3 separate regions of the Mus musculus genome follow, and regions 1 and 3 are each linked to region 2. A link is a contact called in public HiChIP or PLAC-seq data. All regions are on one chromosome and are shown on one strand. Each heading gives the region's core, a stretch centred on a gene start, on an enhancer-like site or on the middle of the called end of the contact. The rest is flanking DNA. Distances are from core to core; before and after follow the strand shown. Region 1 overlaps Rfx4 (regulatory factor X, 4 (influences HLA class II expression)). Region 2 holds the start of Rfx4 (regulatory factor X, 4 (influences HLA class II expression)). Region 3 overlaps Polr3b (polymerase (RNA) III (DNA directed) polypeptide B).

The links. HiChIP or PLAC-seq counts read pairs in DNA pulled down with a chosen protein or histone mark.
Region 1: an H3K27ac HiChIP or PLAC-seq map of neural progenitor cells shows a contact between it and region 2, with 5 times the contacts expected there. The contact joins the enhancer-like site here to the promoter of Rfx4 in region 2. A contact is called at or near these places in 6 of 39 promoter capture datasets (the 3T3-L1 cell line, 3T3-L1-derived adipocytes, embryonic stem cells and 3 more), 12 of 484 Hi-C or Micro-C datasets (B cells, LSK cells, astrocytes and 5 more), 8 of 115 datasets of contacts at active chromatin or transcription factors (astrocytes, embryonic midbrain, embryonic stem cells and 3 more) and 1 of 9 other capture datasets (adipose tissue).
Region 3: an H3K4me3 HiChIP or PLAC-seq map of neural progenitor cells shows a contact between it and region 2, with 77 read pairs. The contact joins the enhancer-like site here to the promoter of Rfx4 in region 2. A contact is called at or near these places in 1 of 39 promoter capture datasets (macrophages), 8 of 484 Hi-C or Micro-C datasets (the N1E-115 cell line, neural progenitor cells, neural stem cells and 5 more), 11 of 115 datasets of contacts at active chromatin or transcription factors (differentiating embryonic stem cells, double positive thymocytes, embryonic brain and 6 more) and 2 of 9 other capture datasets (adipose tissue and pancreatic islet).

Annotation. Positions count from the first base shown.
Region 1 is chr10:84,808,035-84,811,802 of GRCm38.p6, reverse strand. All of the region lies in intron 3 of Rfx4 (regulatory factor X, 4 (influences HLA class II expression)), which reads right to left. The region is part of intron 2 of Gm40728 (a long non-coding RNA gene); the gene reads left to right. Among named protein-coding and RNA genes, the nearest start is that of Gm40728, 53 kb to the left of the region's middle. Within about 2 kb of position 1,467, at least 22 of the 459 cell types and tissues checked have an H3K27ac peak or open chromatin away from gene starts, as enhancers often do. A contact at or near this core is called in astrocytes, cerebral cortex, liver and 2 more, where this site is marked.
Region 2 is chr10:84,754,417-84,758,203 of GRCm38.p6, reverse strand. It overlaps Rfx4 (regulatory factor X, 4 (influences HLA class II expression)), which reads right to left and starts at 2,156. Exons shown (of 18, transcript NM_001024918.1): 1 at 1,691-2,156. The coding sequence starts at 1,733.
Region 3 is chr10:84,708,641-84,712,456 of GRCm38.p6, reverse strand. The region is part of intron 23 of Polr3b (polymerase (RNA) III (DNA directed) polypeptide B); the gene reads right to left. Among named protein-coding and RNA genes, the nearest start is that of Rfx4, 45 kb to the left of the region's middle. Within about 2 kb of position 1,401, at least 49 of the 459 cell types and tissues checked have an H3K27ac peak or open chromatin away from gene starts, as enhancers often do. A contact at or near this core is called in adipose tissue, neural progenitor cells, neural stem cells and 4 more, where this site is marked.

The sequences.
Region 1 (3,768 bases), core at 218-2,717, 54 kb before region 2:
TAAGCAACGGAGTAAATGTCCTCATGTAGCTTTAAACTCACTCTGAGGACCCTTGCCAGGGAAGTGGTCCAGTACTGTTGTAACTCCTGTAGAGTGAGGACGAGGCCTCCCAAGGTGACCACTTGCAGGGGGTGGCACTTGGTCAGCTCATTCCAACATGACTTTGAAGGAAAATCAGCTCAGTCATTTCATACCCAAGTCTCCTAAATGAATATGACCCCCGGACTCGGGCAAATGGCAAAGCCAAGTACTAAGGGGGTCCCAGGCATTCTGTCCCCTGCCCTTTCCTGGGACTGGGCATAGGGAGCGGATCCTGCTGGCTCTCATGCTCCAGTAAATACCTTACGCAATCCTTTCTAGGTGACCCAATACCCTGAGGCTAGGGGGAGCACCCAGTCACCTCAGAATCCCTAAAGTCCCACATAGTCCTTGGCACATGATAGGAGCCTGATATTTGATGGATGGATCATTTCAATCGTTTACTCATCCGATAGATAAACACTGACTTTATCGCTTGCTGGGCACTGAGGTCATGTCATTGCGAGCAAAATGGTCCTTGATGGATATCATGAACAGATTCATGGTAAACAGAGGGATAAAGATGAGATCTTTAATTCAACACTGAGGGCTACCCAGTGTTCTGAACACAAGAAAACAGATTAGTATGGCCCCTGTATAAGGATGATATGCAAATTCATGTAGTGTTCCACATTAAAAATAAATAAATAAATAAATAAATAAATAAAGGGACGATTGTGACCCAAATGAAGCTCTTCCATACCAGTAGTGCATGTTCTCCGTGTCACCAAGTGGAACCCTGTGTTCCGCTCAGGAAAACTAGCTCCATGGACGTATAGGTTTCTTGGGCCTGCCCTGCACTTTGGATCTGGGATGAATGAAAACCCGTCTTCAAATTTAGCCAAGATCCCTCACTGCCACTCACAGCATTGTTCCTCTGTAGAGGTGACATCAGCGGCCCAGCTGAGGCTCAAACTTTACAGGGACCATGTAAGTGAGGCAGCTGTCACCAACGGGGGTCCCACAGGCATGCTTTGTTTAGCCTGAGCAGCACTGGCTCAGCTTTTAAACCCCTGGACTTCACACAGAAGAAGCTGGATTCCTGGCTTCTTATGAAAAAGTCGAGGTCTGGCAACCCTGGACCCGTATTCCCTCATGACAGCAATTGGCCAGGGTGAGCAGTGCCTGGGGGTTGGCCCGAGTCCTCACCCCTCCCCATTTTTCTTACACCAAGACTATTTTCTGTTCCTTTCCTGGCTCCTGTGGGCACTTGTGTTGGCATAAGACATGACCTATGTCCTAGTTCACTTTGGAGTCTATTTGGGGAGAGTGACATACAAGAAACAATAATATTTAAATACTATAAACTCCTGACCGTAGAGGCTATTGAAGAGGGAAACAGATGGGTGTGTAGATGGGAGTGAATAGTTATGGTTTCACAGAGGACTTGGGACTGAAATTTTGTAACAGCAAACAACAGCTCACATTCATGGAACTTGTCCTAGGTGCCAGGCCCTGGGTATCCAGGCTTTTACTTCATTCTCATGAGAGTCACGTAAAAGCCAGGCGTGTCAACACATGCCTGCAATCCTAGCACTCAGAAGGGTGAAGTGGGAGGATCTGGGTTTGCAGTGAGCTTAGGCTATGTAGTGTATCCAGGGATAGCCTGAGCTACATAGTTGAGCACCCAGGTCAACAACAGCAAAGCCCAAATGAAGCACAGCAAAGTAAAGTAAAGCAAAGCAAAAACAAAACAAACACAACACACAAGATAGGCATTACACCCATCGTTCAGATTGCAAATTCAAGGCTCAAAAAGTAGAATTCGTTTGCTAATATGACCAGTAGTTAAGAGAGTTCTCACTAGAAACCCGGTCTGCCACCGAAGTTGGAGGAGGCTTTGGGCAAGAGGAACAGCAGAGAGCAATAGGTATGTCATACACTTTGAACCATGGAGACATCTGTCTGCATGGGAAGAGGGGCTTGTGGAAGAAGAAGGAAAAGGAGAGAATGGTGGAAATTGAGGGGAATCTTTAAATATGCAAAGGAGTGGCCTCACCAAGGTGCTACCTTAACGTGCCCTTTCCAGAAGATCAGTGAATAGCATTCAAATGATTGGGGGCTAAAAGGATGGCTCATTAGCTAAGAGCGTACACTGCTCTTCTTTCAGAGGATCTAAGCAAGCTCAGTTCTCAGCAACCTTGGCAGGTGGCTCATAACTTCTGTAAGTCCAGCTCCAGGCACTGACCGTCTCCTGACCTCTGCCTTCATTTATATACACATGGCATACATTCACACAGACGCATCGATACACGTAGTTTTTTTTTTTTTTTTTTTTTTTTTTTTAAACAGGAAGACTGAAAAAACCCAAAGACTCATGGATTAGCTCAGTTAGTGAAACATGAGAACCTTTACTTATAAAGCATGAGCTTAGATCCCAGCGCCCATGGTTCAAAATGAGCATGATAGTATGTGCATGTAGCCCAGTGCTGGGGATGCAAGGAGGGACTCTGGCTGGGCCACCAGCATAACAGATTGGTGAGTTCAAAGTTCAGTGAGAAACCACGCCTCAAAATAATAACATGCAGAGTGACTGAAGAAGGTGGGTCAGAATACTCCATGCTGACCTCTGGCCTTTGCGTGTGCGTGCACGCACGCACGCACACACACACAAGACTCAGAGGCAAGACCACTTGATTACTTCTAGAATGCTCTATAAGTCATAATAATAATGTTGATGACAAAGGTTAGGGACACCGAGGTAAAGCTTGATATGTTCTATTAGTCAATAACAAAGTATGAAAGAACACACACACACATACACACACACACACACACACACACACACACATACATACAGAAACAAGAAAACCTCCTGAGTTCCATTTTAGACTTGAGTGTTCCATTAAACAACTTCCCTAAAGGTTTGACTTTGTCGTTTCTAATAAGCAAATGTGAGGAGTTGGGCAGCCGGGACTTGTTGGAGAGGGAGGCGTCCCTTGTGCTAACTGTGGTAATGACGGTTCTGAGTTTGTTTTGGATAAATAATCATGGATGCAGTGGGGAAATATGCTTTTCAAGCCATTCGGAATCTGTATGTGGAGGACTTTTAAATGAGAAAGCCCTGCCCCCTTTAAAGTATAGGAGTGGTGGATAACCAAGGATAATGAACAATCTTGGATTAGTTGGTAGTTTTTAGATGAGTCAATGAACACACGAGACTAGTTTGGAATCACTATACTAGTTCAGGCAAGAAGTACAGGGCCTAAACTGAATCAAGATAGCATACAGAGTCTAGGTCTCATTTTGTCCCGCTAGGGAAGTAGGCAGTAACTAAGACAGTCTCAGGAGCTCATCCTTCCATCATCAGAGACACCCCAGGATGGGAAAAGCTTGGGAGAAGTTATGTTTTCTTCTTTCTCTCTTTGTCTCTCTTTGTCTCTCTTTCCTTTCTTTCTCTCTTTCTTTTTTTCTTTCTTTCTTTCTTTCTTTCTTTCCTTTCTCTCTTTCCTTCCTTCCTTTCTTCCTTCCTTTCTTTTTCTTTCTTTCTTTCTTTTTCTTTTTCTTCTTCTTTTTCTTTTTTTTTTTTTTTTTTGAGACAGGGTTTCTCTGTGTAGCTCTGGCTGTCCTGGAACTCACTCTGTATACCAGGCTGGCCTTGAACTCAGAAATCTGCCTGCCTCTGCCTCTGCCTCCCAAGGGCTGGGACTAAAGGCATGTGCCACCACTGCCTGGCAAGTTATGTTTTCA
Region 2 (3,787 bases), core at 907-3,406:
GCCCCCGACACCGTGTACAGACCCCTTGAAAATACTCGACCGCTAATTCTGTACAAATGGGCTTAATCTGGTTAAATCCATTCACTTTTCGAGCCGTGGCTCTTAGGAGGTTTTCCTTGAGTTAAAAGAATATTGAAGCAAAGGCCCTTCCTTCTCCAGAACCAGGACTGCTAGCGTGTGCAGAAGACAGACCCCAACCGGGCCTAAGCCGGGTGCCGCTCTCCAGAGAAGACCGCTTCTAGCCTCCCCGCAGGTGCTCACCCGCTAACTAAGCTGGACTTTAGAAGCTCGGGCTTCGGCTATGCTCAGGAGCTCACTGACACCCAGGAAAGCGTGAGAGTTTAACTGTACCGGAGACAGAAAAAAAAACGTACCCTGGAATGCCGCAGATACCCCTGGGCCAGCGGTCTCAGCCACCAGGTCTGCAATGTAGGCCAAGAGAGGCCTGGAACTTTCCTCCCAGTACAGAAGAACAAGGTCTGGGAAGATATCTAGATAGCTTAATCTTTTTACAACCTGCCCTAGGGGTGGGTGGAGTGGGGGCAGAGTTGACTGTGGTGTTATTTGCAAGTAAGTTAATGTGTGTCAGGGCACAGCTGAGGCCAGCAGGCACTTGTTGCTCAGCTGCAATGCCCTCACATTCTCTCAGGTTTCAGTCAAGCTGCTGCCTATGCCCAGGCTGTGGTCTTACCACCCCTCAAAATTCCAAAGCTGCGGCCCAGCAGGGATTGGAGTGGCCTGGTGGAGAGACTGAGCCTAACGGAGAGAGTAAAGTTTTTTTGAGAACCACTACATGGAAAGGACATAGAAAAAAATAACAGAATTTGAAGTGCGGCGGGTCCCCAAAGATGCTAGGCGTAGAAGTTGACCAACGGATCGCCTGGAGAAGATGCTGGGCATTTTCGTTGTAAGAGATTCCGTGTGTTCCCTTGTGAACCGTGGCGACCCTAGTGCCTGATGTCCACCACACAGCCCTCAAACTACAGGCCGGTTCACAAAACTCAGTGTCAGGCCTCTTCATATGTTCTGCATTCTGCTCCCCCCACCCCCCTTTTGCAAGGTTACAGCCTCACTGTGGAGAGGCTAGTGAGTCGCGTCTTCGCGGCCGGGAGACTACAGTCCTAGGGGCCCATCTCTCCTAGCCCAAAGCTACTAAAGCCCCAGGACCACCGGGTTCGCCGCCGCCACTCCCTCCCTGCAGCGAGATTCCAGAAGCAAGAGCCTCCAGTGCGCGGTGAGACGCGGTACGCCGTCGCCCTCCTCCGCCTTTGGAGCGTTCGGGGCCCTCACCCCAGATCCTAAGCATACCACTACCCTAGCCAAAGCCAGGGCCGCCGCCGGGTCCGGGCGGGGCGGCTTGCTCGCAAAGCTCTTGCAAGTAGCATAAACACCTCGAGCTCGCCGCGAGCCAGCGAGCATCTTTATGCAACTTTATGTCCAAGTGAAAGCGCGCGCCTCAGAGTGCGCGCACGCGCACACACGCATTTACACTCACACACACTTCCATGCATCCACTTACACACTTAGCGCTGGACCGAAAACTTCTGCACGCTCTCCTCCTCTCCTGGGATCCCACTGTCAGGTTGCCCCGCCTGAACTTTCTGCAACTCTTTCTGAAGTGACCCCCGCCCTGTCCCTTCTCCTTCCTCCCCCCTCCAATGACCCCCCTCCAAGTCCCACCAGGACTAACCTGTGGAATCCATGTCGGGTTCCTCCAGTAACCCACAATGCATGCTCTTCCCATGGACAGCACAGACGCCCCCCAAAAGTCCTGATATTTGGGGATCCCCTGTGCTAGAGATGCCCAGGGAGGAAGGGAGGGAAGAAATAAGGAAGGAAGGGATAGCGAGAGAGAGAGGGGGAGACGGTGGGTGAGAGGGCAAAAGGATAAAAGGGGAAAAGAAAGAACTAGTGGAAAGAAAAGAGGCGAAGAAGCGAGGGAAGGAAGGAAGCTAGAGCTGAAGGAGAGAGCGAGAGAGCGAGCGAGCGAGCGAGGGGACACTCAGTAATCCAGTCGGGCAAAGCCAAACCCGTCAAAATGTTTGCGGATGTTTCATGGGAAAAAACATCATTTTATAGGAGCCCCGATGGGAGCAATGTCATTGATAGGCCAGCGGGCCTGATGAATGGCCGCTCGTCAGATGGGGCCGTGGCGAGGCGCACTGTGAAGCCCATTGTGGGCCTGTTTTGAATAAGAAAAGCCGCCTCCGAAAAGGGGGGCTCAGAGCGACGCAATCCCAGCCCTCCGACTTCCCCCTTCTATTATAGCATTAGCAACGTTTTTCTTATTTAAAGTTCCAGAGGCCTTCTCCAGCCTTAGCCCGGCACTCATTATAGACGAAATCAAAATTGGCTTAGATCTGCCCCCCTCTTCAGTCCTCCCGCGCCCGGGCCCCGCGCGGTGCAGCCATGAAGGGGGGTGCAGAGGTACCCGAGCCCTAGGAGTCTCCTGTGCGTCCACGAGTGGGCCCGACTCCTTTTTTTCTCCCCTCGAGACACGTCCCGTTTTCGCCTTGAGTTAGATTTTGAGTAGGGGCCGGGGAGTAGTGCAGAGGGGGTATGTCTTGAGTTTCTTCCACGCAGATCCGCGGACGTGCGTGGGAGTAGAAGTTGAGGAAGGGGAAAGTGAAGCCTTAGGTTCCCATAACCAGTCTGAGGGACAAGAAGGCCGCTTGGCTGCGAGGGGGTGAGAGGCTGGCTTGCGTCAACCAGAACTTTTGTACCCCTTGTCTCTCGCCCCACGGGTCTCTCCAGGTCGGCGTGCCTCGCTGTCTCGCTCTCCGTTTCTCCCTTGGCAGCCAGTCTCTTTGTCTCTCCCTAGTTCTGCGTTCTCCCTGGGTCTCTGGGACCCTCACCCCCACCCCCACCCCCGCGCCTCTTCCCATAACCCTGTATGTCAGTCTGTCTGCGTCCGGGCCCCTCCCTCTTCCCATGTCCCCCGGCTCCCCCCTCTGCCACCCTCTCGGTCCCCCACAGCCAGCAACGGAGTTGGTGAGAAGCCCCGGCGTCAGAGCTGGGGATGAGGCTTTCCCAGGGACCCCTCCCCGGCGCAGTTGAAAGTGTGGGAGGGGGAGGGGGCCGGGGCCTGTGGACCGCAAGTGGAAAGTGGGGGTGGAGGGGGGGCTCCCGTGGCCCCGGGAAAGTGGCCGCTCGCGGGCCGGCCGCGCTGTGATTAGAATATGAATGGGCTCGGCGGGCGGAAGAGAAAGGCGGATTACCCCGCTGCTTTGACCATGGACAGAGGCAGCGCCAGCGGCGCAGGGGCGGATCGCCCGAGTCCCTCCCGCCGAGCCGGGTGCGCTTCTTGCCCGCGACCCCGGGCCTGCCCACCTCGGGCCTCCGGGTAGCCCCCCGAGCCGCGCCGAGTGGGACAATGGTGGGTGAGGGGCAAGGGACTAGCACGTGCCGAGTTAAGGTCACGAGATGCAGGGAAGGGGCAGCGCGGACGGGCAGAAGGGTTCGAATCCCGGCTCTGCAGATTCCTTCATCTTTTTTGGGCCTCAGCTTCCTTATCTGTGAAATGGGAGTAACGACGTTTCTCCCCCGTTGCTCTCCTCAGGCCCTACCGGGCCTCTGTGTGTTGCCCCTTCTTGCTCAAACTGCTGCTAAATTCCAACCCGGGTTATCTCTCTTATCTCTTATCTCTCTCACACAACTATCTATCTTGTGCCCAGAAGCCCTCGGCCACCAACCCCAGGCACACAGCTTTCCCTCTCTAGCAGTGGATGAAAAGCTTTAGCGGCCTAAGGGGATAAATACTACTATCTCCTCAACCCCGTGGGTTCCA
Region 3 (3,816 bases), core at 152-2,651, 45 kb after region 2:
ACTGTAGTGTAACAGCAGAAACAGCAATAAAAGAAAACGCCTCTCCCCTGGGTGTGAACGAACCCATTTCAGGACCTACTAAAAAAAACCCAAGTTTTTCATTCCTGTTTGTCTTCTATATAACTAAAGCCACTTTAAAAAAAATACTAAGTTGTTACTATTGCCGTGTTGGAGTTAAAACTTAAGATATGATAAGCAAGCATCCCCAGGACCCCCAAACGTCTTAAAATGGAACCTTTTTGATGTGCATATCATGAAGAGCTAAACAGAGGAAACAAGCCTGCCTGCTTCTTTACACTGTGCTAACACTCTGCTTTCTAGTGGCTGCCAACAAGACTGCAGCTAGGGCGTGTAGAGCTGGATTCCAGAGCAGACGTACAGTTTCTTTGATATTTATTTTGGTTGAAAAGGTTTTTTTTTTTTTAATCATACCATGGGTATTCATGCTTTCCTGTATAAATAACAGAAACTCACTTGCTACGCTGTAGCTCAAATCTAGCTGTGTGCCATTGTCTTGTGTGACGTGTCCCTTCCCTCTAAAGCCACATCTTATCCATACTGAAAGGATCTGACAGAGGCCGGAAGTCACTGAAGCCTACTTTGAAAGAGAGCAAATCAGAAATCTAGGTACCCTGAGGCCACTACTGTACAGCAAAGAACAACATGTTGGACTCGGCATCTCCACAAGGACGGGGTAGAGCCTGGGAAGGCTGGTGAGAGTCAGGGTTCCGATAGCCCTTAAACACAAAACCAAAGAGAAAAGGCAGCGCCTCTCAGGCAGGACCCACAGGGATGCTGGTGTCAGCCTGGGAGAGGCTGCGGTCCACCCTCCACACCACCAGGAGAAGGTGGGAACTGGTTCAGGCAGGCTGGGACTTAGGGATGGCAGGAAGACGGAAGACTTGGTAGCCTGGTTTTAGTTGACGTGTTTAATTGAGCTGATTTAACCTCACCAGGCTATTAAGATGACATACATGCTCATTCCTACAGTCAGAATCTAGTCATTTTCCTCTGGGCCCGATTACTCTTCACAGCACAGCTTCCTTTTGGGAAGTTTTTTTTTTTTTTTTTTTTTTTTTTGTTTTGTTTTGTTTTCTCTTCTGCCTTTTTCTGACATTTGCTGACAAAAACATACACAAGGAGCTTTTTTTTTTCCATTCCGTCTTATAATAGAATTGCTTTGGTTATATTTGAACCAGGGGCACCTGTAAGCCAAAAATTAAATCTTCGCTAACTTAAAATTACTTGAGCCTCTGAAACCCCTTTTATATGCCAAGATGGTTCCCATAGCAGACAGCCCTGTGTTGTTTGTTTTGTGAGAAAGCGAGTGATAAAAGACCCATGAAATCGACACAGAAAGCCAGAGCAGCAGAGAGAGGCGAGGACTCTCCATCACCACGGCTTCTCCCCTCTGCTGACTTGCTGAACAATGGGAGCTACACATCCAACTGCAGATCCAACACAGCTGTGCATTTCATTAAATGAAGAGCACTAGTGACACAAGTAAATAATTAACTTATTCTGCCCCACTGACTGTGCTTATGAGACCAGTCATAGCTGACAGAGTTTAATACAAGTTAACACAAAGGGGCCATAATGAGCTTAGAAGTTAAAACAAAATATTTAGACAGAATTTGATGATCTTGAATCTCAAATTAGACAGATGATTTTTAAAGTCTGCATTTTATTGAATCCATCAGGGGTAAAGAACGTTCCTGACCTTTGAAACCCACTTTTCCCCCATATATATTTTTTTTTCTTTTACATTTCTCTGGTTTAGAAATATGTAATCTTCACAACATTGGGAAGGTTTCTTCTCTTTTCTTGCAATGAAAAATTAAAACTGTGTTTCATCAAAGAGCAGAGGCATAAGGTCCATTCTGGCACTAAGAACTTTAGAAAGTTGTGGTGCCCTCCCTTGAATGCTGGCTTAAATGCAAATGCCACGCAGTGTGCTCCAGAGAGTTAACTCCCACCCTGCATCCCAGGAAAGCGGATGGGCTGCAAAGAAAGCATGGCTAATGGGAGCTGTTGGGAAATGATTACCGATTCATACCTTAAATGCTTACACAGCACTTCAGATTGTAAAATAAAATTTCATCCCCTGGCCGGTGCTGATGTCTCAACTCCATTGTTTATAGCACAGCCTCCTGGTAGCAAAATGCAAATACATTTTGCTCAGGAACTTTGATGTACTCACTGGAGGCAACTGGGAATTAGGCCACAGACTGTATCACAGGACTCTTAGCAAACACAAATTCATGAAGAAAAATAGAAGCCGGGAAAGTTAGGAGCAGACGATGCCCTGCCAAGAGAGTGTCACTCCATCAGCACTGACACTAATTCCAAGGGCAGAGAAGGAGAACTTATGGAGTCCAGGGAAACTCTCAGAGGACCCAGGTACTGCAGGTTCCACTACCAAGCTGCTGTCTTTATTTCTACGGCTTCAGAGAGCAACCCAAAAATCATGTAGGTACAGGTTGTCCAGAGAAAATACAGCTGGAATTATGAATCACTTCATTTTCTTAGAATGCACTTCTAATAACTAATATTATGGTAACTGACCTATTAGTTTTAATGGGTTAGATCTGTGTGCTGGAACACTTTAAATAGACAAGTTAACATATCAGAAAAAAAAAAATCAATGTGTTGTAGCTCATGCCAGTAATGCAAGTATTGGAGCAGCAGGAGAATTCTGAATTCAAAGCCAGCCTGGGCTGCTCAGCAAGACCCTGTCTCAAAAACAAACAAACAAACAAACCACTCCAAAAGAGAAAAAAAATTTACCATGCTAAAGCCTTATCAAGACAACTGCAGCCAGTCGTGGTAGCGCACGCCTTTAACCCTAGTACTTAGGAGGCAGAGGCAGGTGGATTTCTGAGTTTGAGGCCAGCCTGGTCTACAGAGTGAGTTCCAGGACAGCCAGGGCTACACAGAGAAACCCTGTCTCGAAAAACCAAAACCAAACCAGACCAACCAAACAACAAAAAAAAACAACTGCAGTGATCTATTTAATGCAAGAGCTATTTCTGAGGAGACACCCCCAGAAAGGGCTGACTAGTATGCAGTTTTCTATTGGTTGTCACACAGCACTCAGATGCACTGTGTGACAAACACTCTAAGGAGGTGAGGACACAACTCTAGGCAGGAGATGCAGCTGACATAGATCAATCCGAGCAAATGCTGGAAGCATAACTGCACTCCCTGCAGCTGAATGCCATGTAGGACACATCACAGGGAGGCTGCTAGAGCCTAACACATCACACTGACTACAGCCTAACCAACTCACTGGGGTTCGCGTAGGGAGATACTTTACCATCAGGAGGCCATGTACTCACACTGCTTGGGAGGACAGAGAAAGTCATCCTTTTTCCCACAGTTACAGCAGGAAGGGAGCCTTTTCCCTACAGTTGCACTGTAGGAAGGGAGCCTTTTCCCTACAGTTGCATGGCACCAGGAGTCTGGAGTCTGTGGTCTGGACTGTGAAGGAACAAACACGACTTGTGCCATGTTCATGAGGCTTATGAACATGACGAGATGGTATCTGTAGAGTTCATCTCTCCTTGGATCACACTCCAGTGGAGGGAAGATAACAAAGAACCAGGTGACCTTAATTTAATCTGATGCTCTTCTGTTTAACAGATACTATTCAGGCCGTCAGTGTTTGACTAGAAAGGAAGAAAAGTGATAAAGCCTTAGGAGCTTAGTCTTTTTACCTCCATCAGGTGCTCCATCAGGCAATTAATTGTGTTAGAAGAACCAATGGGCTAATATCTGAGAGCAACTTTATGGTCCTTAGACAAAAATCTAAATGCA